2 separate regions of the Mus musculus genome follow, and region 2 is linked to region 1. A link is a contact called in public promoter capture Hi-C data. All regions are on one chromosome and are shown on one strand. Each heading gives the region's core, a stretch centred on a gene start, on an enhancer-like site or on the middle of the called end of the contact. The rest is flanking DNA. Distances are from core to core; before and after follow the strand shown.

Region 1 (3,858 bases), core at 468-2,967:
GAACTCTCTTTCTAGAGATGGACATGATGTTTCAAATGCCAAACTCCTTTTAAAGCAAATCCATTACCAGCAAACTATTGTTAGGCATTTGGTCCCCTTGTCCCCATTCAAGAAGAACTTGAACCAGATAGGGAAAAGGCAGCCCCGTAGGACATGGTTAAACATGGGCACAATTGGCTCTTTCCATGGTTTCTCTTGGGTGAAGAGGGAGGTGGTAAGTGAAGGACGGATGAATAGGTCCTAGACTCCTCCCTTCCTGCCCACCAGACCCAGATGATACACACAGGATGGTGCAGAGAAAAGGAGCTTTATGCCAGGCACCGCAGCCTTGTACTGTGGCAAGAGAATAGGGTGGAGAGAAAGAGGTATCAAGATTAATATGAAAGAAACCAATGGCAGAGAAAGGCTGGGGACCCTCACCAACAGCTACACATAAGAGACAAAACAGTAGAAAAAGCTCATGGATTATAAATGTGGGAGAAGGCAGGTGCTGTGCAAATGGCACATACTCTACTCCTGGCCAGTGCCCTTGAGCTTCTAACAGCTCCCTCCTCTTCTGCTCTGTATCCACTTCAGTTGTGCAAGTGTTTTTCTTCCTGACAAACCCTTCTGTTCTACCACCATATGTGTGCCCCTAGTCTAATCCATTGTTCTGGCACACCCGGACTTGAAAATCTCAAGCAATAGCTGCAAGACTCCAGTCCACACCTGGCCAGGAATTCAATGCAGAAGATATGATGGTCCAGTCATCTATGCAGCCCCTAATCCCACACATGTCCTGATGCACCAGCCAGCATGCCTTTCTGCACTTTCACATGTTTACCCTTCCAGATCCTCTGTGTGCTCACGGGTAGTGAAGGGATGCTGCTTGCACCCTTCCTTGGTCCTTTGAATATCTGGGAAGGACCCTGGAGGAGTTGCTTTAGTTTCTTTCACTACCCCAGTGTGTGTGTGTGTGTGTGTGTGTGTGTGTGTGTGTGTGTGTGTGTGTGTGTGTGTGTTAAAGGCTAACTGTAGGACATAGGTTTCCCCTTCTACTGTACCCCACTCCCCACTCCCTTACCTGGATGAAGACCTGGAGCGTGGCGCGACTTACTAGCACCGTGCACACACGCGAGGCAGGCTCAGGCTCCCCGTCGGCCCTCTCCATTTCGTGCTTCTGTCCCATGATAACCGCCATGGGCAGGGCAAGGCCCAGAGAGGCGACCCAGACTAGTGACAGCAGGCGGCGGGTGCGGCGCGGGGTGAGCAGGCGGCGGGCGCGCAGCGGCTGGCACACGGCCAGGCAGCGCTCTGCGCTCAGGCTGGCCACGCTCAGCACCGTGGCGTAGGCGCACAGCTCACGCACGAAGTAATAGCCACGACAGCCGAGATCGCCGAAGACCCAGGGGTAGTGGGACCACACGAAGTTGTAGAGCTCCATGGGCACGCTGATCAGCAGTAGCAGCAGGGCTGACAGTGCCAGGCTGAGCACGTGGTAGCGCAGGCGCCCGGGGCGACCCGCCCGCGCCTTCAGCACCACGTGCACGGACAGCGCATTGCCGGCTGTGCCAAGCGCGAAGATGAGCGAATAGAGCGCGGTGAACAGCACCTTGGCCCAGAGGCGAGTGTCCACGCCCAGCCGCGCCTCCAGGCTCAGCCCTGCACTGGGGCTGGGCCTCGGGGGCCACAGGCTGCTGGTCTCCATCTCTGTCTCGTGGTGGCCTGATCTCCCTCCCTCTCACTGCCCAGAGCCTGGGCTAGCTGCCCGGGGAGCCAGCACCACCTCCTTTCTGGGAACCTCCAAAACTGGGAGGACACGCCTCTGGAGGGAGTTCCAGAATCAGTCTTCAATCTTTCTGCCATTTGGCTCATCCAGAAAAGCACGTGTTGGTGGAAGAAGGTGGGGGAGGACATCCTTTGAGGTTCACCTGGATGGCATTGCTGGTAAGCCATGTGACCCGTGGGTAGGTTTTTAAAAGCCCTCTGTCCCCACCCCATTGCTTTTCAACTTTAAAATACTACCCATGCTGCAGAATTTCTCTAGGGATCAAATGAGTTAATTGGCAGGCAGATGCTCAAGCTACAGTACAGACAGACAGACACAATTTGAACTTCGCAACATCCCTCACCCCCGTCTGTTTGTTGTCATTTCTATGAGCAATCTGAGAAAGAGACAGCTCAGAGAAGGCTTTGCCAGGCTTCAGCAACTTTGCTCTCATTAACCTGGCTGCCTCTGTGTGATGGTTTGTATGTGCTTGGCCCAGGGAGTGGCACTATTAGAAGGCGTGGCCTTAGCCGGGCATGGTGGCATACACCTTTAATCCCAGTACTTGGGAGGCAGACGAATTTCTGAGTTCGATGCCAGTCTGGTCTACAGAGTGAGTTCCAGGACAGCCAACCCTGTCTCAGAAAAACAAAAAACAAAAAACAAAAAACAAAAAACAAAAAAAGGCATAGCCTTGTTGGAGTAGGTTTGTCACTGTGCGTGTGGGCTATAAGACCCTCATCTTAGCTGCCTGGAGGTTAGTCTTCTCATAGCAGCCTTCAGATGAAGATGTAAAACTCTCAGCTCTGCCTGTACCATGCCTGCCTGGATGCTGCCATGCTCCTGACTTGATAATAATGGACTAAACATCTGAACCTGTAAGCCAGCCCCAATTAAAAGTTGTCTTTATAAGAGTTGCCTTGGTCATGGTGTCTGTTCACAGCAGTACAACCCTAACTATGACACTCTGTCGCAGTAATAACCTCAAGAAGGTGGCCAGTGCACGCACCCTCCTGGTATCACACTGTCCCAGGATGTCACCCTCAGAGCAGAGGGACGAGTGTGTGTTAAATCTGTTAAACTGTGCGTATTTGTGAGCTCATGAAGAAATGAGAACTCTGGAGCTGGAAGACTTTTTGGATACCCATCTTCCTGTTCAGAGGAGGTCTAGTGTCTACTGGGGACAGAATTAGATTGACACCCATACCTCCGGATTCTGTTTTTCCAACCTCACAGGTTGTATGGCCCAGTGACAATCAGTTTCATCTTCTTCCAGATCCATATCCACAATGAAACTGAGATTTATTCTCCTTCTATATGGGAAGGCTTCTGAGGTGGGGAATGGACGGGGAACAACACGCACTCCATGCCTTTATCTCCAAACCAGAGTTGGAGAGATGAGCACGCAGGCAGATACAGAGAAGCACAGCGTTGCGGAGCAGAACCAAAGCCTCTCTTCCCTGAAGATGCTCTTGTCAGGTTTGTCTGAGCATCCCTGAAAGTAGCTAATACAATGCGCTTGCTCAGCTCAAACATAAGCACATCTTGAAGGGCTATATTTACTGTAAATGCCTTTATTAAACAAAACATTGGCTTTACCTCCCGAAGCTGCCAACTAACCATACTTCTACCGCAGGGACTCTTCTACCAACCCAGAGCAGACACTGTGGCTATGTAACTATAACCCATGAAATATTTCTGGATTTGCATTATGAAAGCCATTCCCTCCTGTCCCCCGTGGGACCCATTACAATGCTGGGCACTGGCTGATTCATGCATCGCTATTTGCTCAAACATACCTTATGCAGTGTAACTGCGTGTCAGTTAGCTGGTTTACAATGCCAAAAGTGAATTAAGTCTGCACCTCACCCTGAGAGACTGCTGTGCTTGTTATGATTTGAGACACAAATAACAGACCCTCCCTGGCACATTCAGAGTGTGTAATAAGGGGGCTGGACGAGAGAACTCTGTTGAAATTGCCCCCATTGTGGCCTGTGAACTGGCCGACTCTTCACCTGGAAATTCCTGTCTAACCCCAAGAAAGTTTGTGGAGTTATGTGTGGCTCTCAGAATGACCCCAGCAATGTCATCCCCACACACTAAGCTATCCC
Region 2 (3,858 bases), core at 649-3,148, 240 kb before region 1:
GTGGTGTATGAAGCACTCAATGAAGGAACTGTTACTGGCCACGTGTAATAATTTAGGTAATATTTTAATAAAACAAAATAGTCATGTCACAGGTATAAACAACTTGGTTCCAAGCTCAAAATGACCCTGATAATGATAATTAACATCACTAATAATACAAGAGATGACTGTGAAATGTAAAAACATTTCTATCTGGGATTGAAAATGATCCTGGTGAATACTTGAGATTTACAGAGACTATTTTTAACTGAACTTTCTGGCCTAGGATCAAAGTTTTGCTAGCAAAATACCAAAGTGAAAATCCTGGCAGTGACACCAGAGAAGCTTTGCTTTATCTACAAAAAGGCTATGAACTCCAAGCAATCCTGCTCTGAAGACTTCCAAAATACGTCCCACAAGAACACAGGAACCCACTACCAAACAAAAACACTCCCCCCGCCCCCAAAAGTCAAAATCTCTATATTTACACATCCTATAGAGCGATACCCACACTCTAGTCAGTTCCTGCGCTGTGGCCAAACAGAACTGAGTCACTCTGCAAATGATTCCAGAAACCTCAAAGGATAACCAACGGCCTCAGAAGAAAAGTTAGTCAGTGGAAAGGGAGGAGACAGTTTTTCTCATCACAGAGTCACTAGGCTTCTCCTAGCAGAGCTCAGGTCTGACATGCTTTTTGGCACAGAATGCCTGATCACCCACCCTAAGTCTAGACCTCCAAAGCTAATAGCCGGAGTATCTTTTTTTTTTCCGACTTCTCCTCAGGGTACACGTTCACACCACTTTTTCCCATAAATGCAACTCTAGGTGCACACTAATCAAATTCGTTTGCCAAGCATAATCGCTTCCCTCAACACGACCAGAAGTATACCAGCATTCTACATGGCATTTATTGTAAATCGTGTTCTTTTCTTAACCGAGCTCCAGTTAGCTGCCTTTTCCAAGGCTCTTAATTTGGATTTTGAATGCTATGGGAAAGACAAGATGAAGGGGAGAGATTTATCCCATTCTACAATTCAGACTCATTTCTTGGCTTCAGAGCAACAATCTCCGGAAATTTAATTTACATAAATTCAAATGTACTAAATAGCTACTATGGAATGTCCAAGAGCAACTGAAAGCAGCAAACTTGAGCTAGCTGTGCGTTCCCAGCTTCCTGACGAGCTCTTTGTCGTGTGCCCCCGGTGGTACTCCCAATAGGAAGAGCGTCGGGTTTCTTTCTCCCTGGGTTTTCACCCTAGCTCCCACACTGCGTGACACTTTCAAATTGGGTAGCCCAGTGTAGGAAGCACAGCCAATCCTCCACCTTTCCGCCCCAAACCAACTGGGTAGGCGGGAAGGAGACCAGGGGTGTTTCCTCCCTGCGCGCTCCAAGAACGGGGGCGGCCGAGATGACACTCGCTCGGCAGGGAGGTGGACCCGAGAATCCCAGGTGGGGTCTCCACTCTGGAACCTGGGTCTCCAGCTCCCCGGGCAGCCGGAAGCGGGGCGGGTGGGCCGAGGGGGGACCAGGCAGGGCGGGGAGTTCCCTCCCTAGCCCGCACCTACCAGCAGACTCTCCACGTTGATGGGCGAGCGAGGGTCTCGGATGAGCGCCTCCAGCTTCCTCTGACGGCCGGCGCCCGCCCCGTCCCCCGGCGCGGTCTCGGGGGCGCCGGGCATTTTCCCCGTCGGCGGGGGCCGGCTCATGCCGCTTCGCCGGGCCTAGCGCCGCCCGCGGAACCTCCGCCCCGGCACGCCGCGCGCCGCTGTCTGAGGAGCCGCCCGGCCCGGCCGGGAGCAGCGAGGCACACGGCGTCCCCGCCCCTCAGCCGCACGCGCGCCGCCCGGCCCGTAGCGAGCTCGCCAGGACCCGGCGGGCGGGAGCGGGGAAGGGGCGCCCGCGCCGCACCACCCCGCCCTCGGGGCTCAGGCCGCTAGGGCCGTCGCCCGTCCACCCGCATATCGCCGCCGGCCGCCTCGCGCGCCCACACGCCCGCTCCCCTCACACGCAGTCGGAGCCGCGTCCCTACTCGGCCGCGCGCCGCCGCTACCCACAAGCCCCTCCGCCCGCGGTCGGCTGCGCGCGGCCCGGCCCCGCCCCGCCCACCCCGGCGCGGCCCCGCGGCACGCCCCGCCCCTGGCCTCCGGCCACGCCCCGCCACCGGGCTGAGCAGCCAGGCTTCTTTTCCGTTCCCGCCGCCTGGCTAGTCTCCCTGCCTCGTCGGGCCGGTTCGCGGGACTGGGAGGCGGGACGGATGGCAGCGCGGTGCCCCGTGGTCCCCGTCGTGTGTCCCACGTCGCCGGCCGGACCCAGAGGCCTAGTTGACGTCCGCGCCCCCCGCCCGCTGTGTCCCGCTGACTCAGCGCGCAGCTATGCAAGCCGCGCCGAACTGCTGCGCCCCGGGTCAGCGCCCTTCCCAGGCCTGGTGCGCCTGAGGCCTGCGCCTGGGGCTCCCAGGGGGCGGGGAGGCCGCGCCCCTAGCCCGCGCTAAGAGTGTGGGACTCGTTTGAATCCTGTTGAGTCCCGGAGCTGGGAGGCCTGGAGGAGTTGTTTCTGCCTCCGGGTCATAAATCCTAAACTCTCAGAAACCTTTGTGCCCTTCCCTGACCAAGGTGCCCGCCTGGCCTTAGACCTTAGACACTGGCCAGGCGGAGGGAACAGGAGGCAATAAGGAAGCGCTTCTGCATCCGCGGGGCCCTTGCTTTTGGAGAGTGAAAGAGAGGGGCTGCTTCTCCGCATTCCTGCCCTCTCCTTGCCCCCTAGCCATTGGTCAGATCCTCTCAGGGCGCAATCGGAAAACTATGTGCCAAGAGCTATAAAACTGTTCACAGAGCCCCTTTGACCCAGTAAGGCCATTTAAGGAAGTCCAAGTGTAAGGAAATGATCCGAAAAGAGGAGGACTTTGCGTGGAGATGTTTACAGCAGGGCTATTCAGAATGTTCGCAATGACCAAAACCCTGGGAGTGGACCCAATCTTCCAGCAGCTGAATAATCCAAACAAGCTCTTGTCATATTCACGGGAAGAATCCTACGGGTATTGCAAGCCGGTTGAGACTAGGGAAAATTTACCGGAAGTGAAAAAATGCAAAGGGGATTATGAACACTTTGAAATGAGCAGCTAAACAAGTGAGAGAACACACTTGCTCCTAACTGAATGGGATTTTCCCCCCACTTCTAAAGATGTCAAGTAGGGTGGTGGCCTCATAGGTCTTTAATGCCAGCTCTGGGGAGAGACAGAGGCAGGAGGGTTTGAGGCTAACCTAAGTCTAGAGAATGAGTCCCAGGACAACCAGAGCTACACAGAGAAAACTTGTCTTGAAAACAACAACAAAAAAATGCTAAAAAGCATATTGAATTTTTAAATTTGAAAACTTGTACTTATGGAAGCTAGAGTGTAATGCCCCTGAATAGTGAACTGTAGAGCTCCCTGGGGTGTCAAGGTAAATATGCAGGTAGGCTACAGCCCTGGCCTGGCCAAAATTGCATGCACTTCACCCAGCGCAGGGGTCCAAAAATGTCTGCCCTTCTGGGGAGAAGCCCCTCTGACTTGGATTAAGACAGGAAGAGTCTTTGATGACTGAAGAGAACCCTTTCTCTTGTAGATAATAAAACTGGCCTCTGGGTCAAAAAAAAAAAAAAAAAGTTCTTCAAGCCAGTAGGTAAATTTACTTCTTCATACGTCCACAGACCCAAAGCTAGGAGAGTAGAGCCAGCTAACCACTCTTTCCACCCATGCACTGGAGCATGATAATTAGATAATCATTATTACAGATCTTACAAGTTCTTTTTCCTGGTGATAGTATAATGGGCTTTCAAAAGGAACATTGTGATCTTCCAGTTACAAATTAATTTTGAAATGACTTGGCTATATGTTTTTA

What was found. Promoter capture Hi-C pulls out the DNA fragments that hold promoters and counts their contacts.
Region 2: a contact with region 1 is called in a promoter capture Hi-C map of neural stem cells. The contact joins the promoter of Rock2 here to the promoter of Ntsr2 in region 1. A contact is called at or near these places in 6 of 39 promoter capture datasets (embryonic stem cells, liver, neural stem cells and 1 more), 2 of 484 Hi-C or Micro-C datasets (cardiomyocytes and embryonic stem cells) and 1 of 9 other capture datasets (pancreatic islet).

The regions. Positions count from the first base shown.
Region 1 is chr12:16,651,329-16,655,186 of GRCm38.p6, reverse strand. Ntsr2 (neurotensin receptor 2) reads right to left here and starts at 1,717. Exons shown (of 4, transcript NM_008747.2): 1 at 1,064-1,717. The coding sequence starts at 1,687. It also overlaps a transcript of Lpin1 not described here.
Region 2 is chr12:16,893,018-16,896,875 of GRCm38.p6, reverse strand. Rock2 (Rho-associated coiled-coil containing protein kinase 2) reads right to left here and starts at 1,898. Exons shown (of 33, transcript NM_009072.2): 1 at 1,546-1,898. The coding sequence starts at 1,686.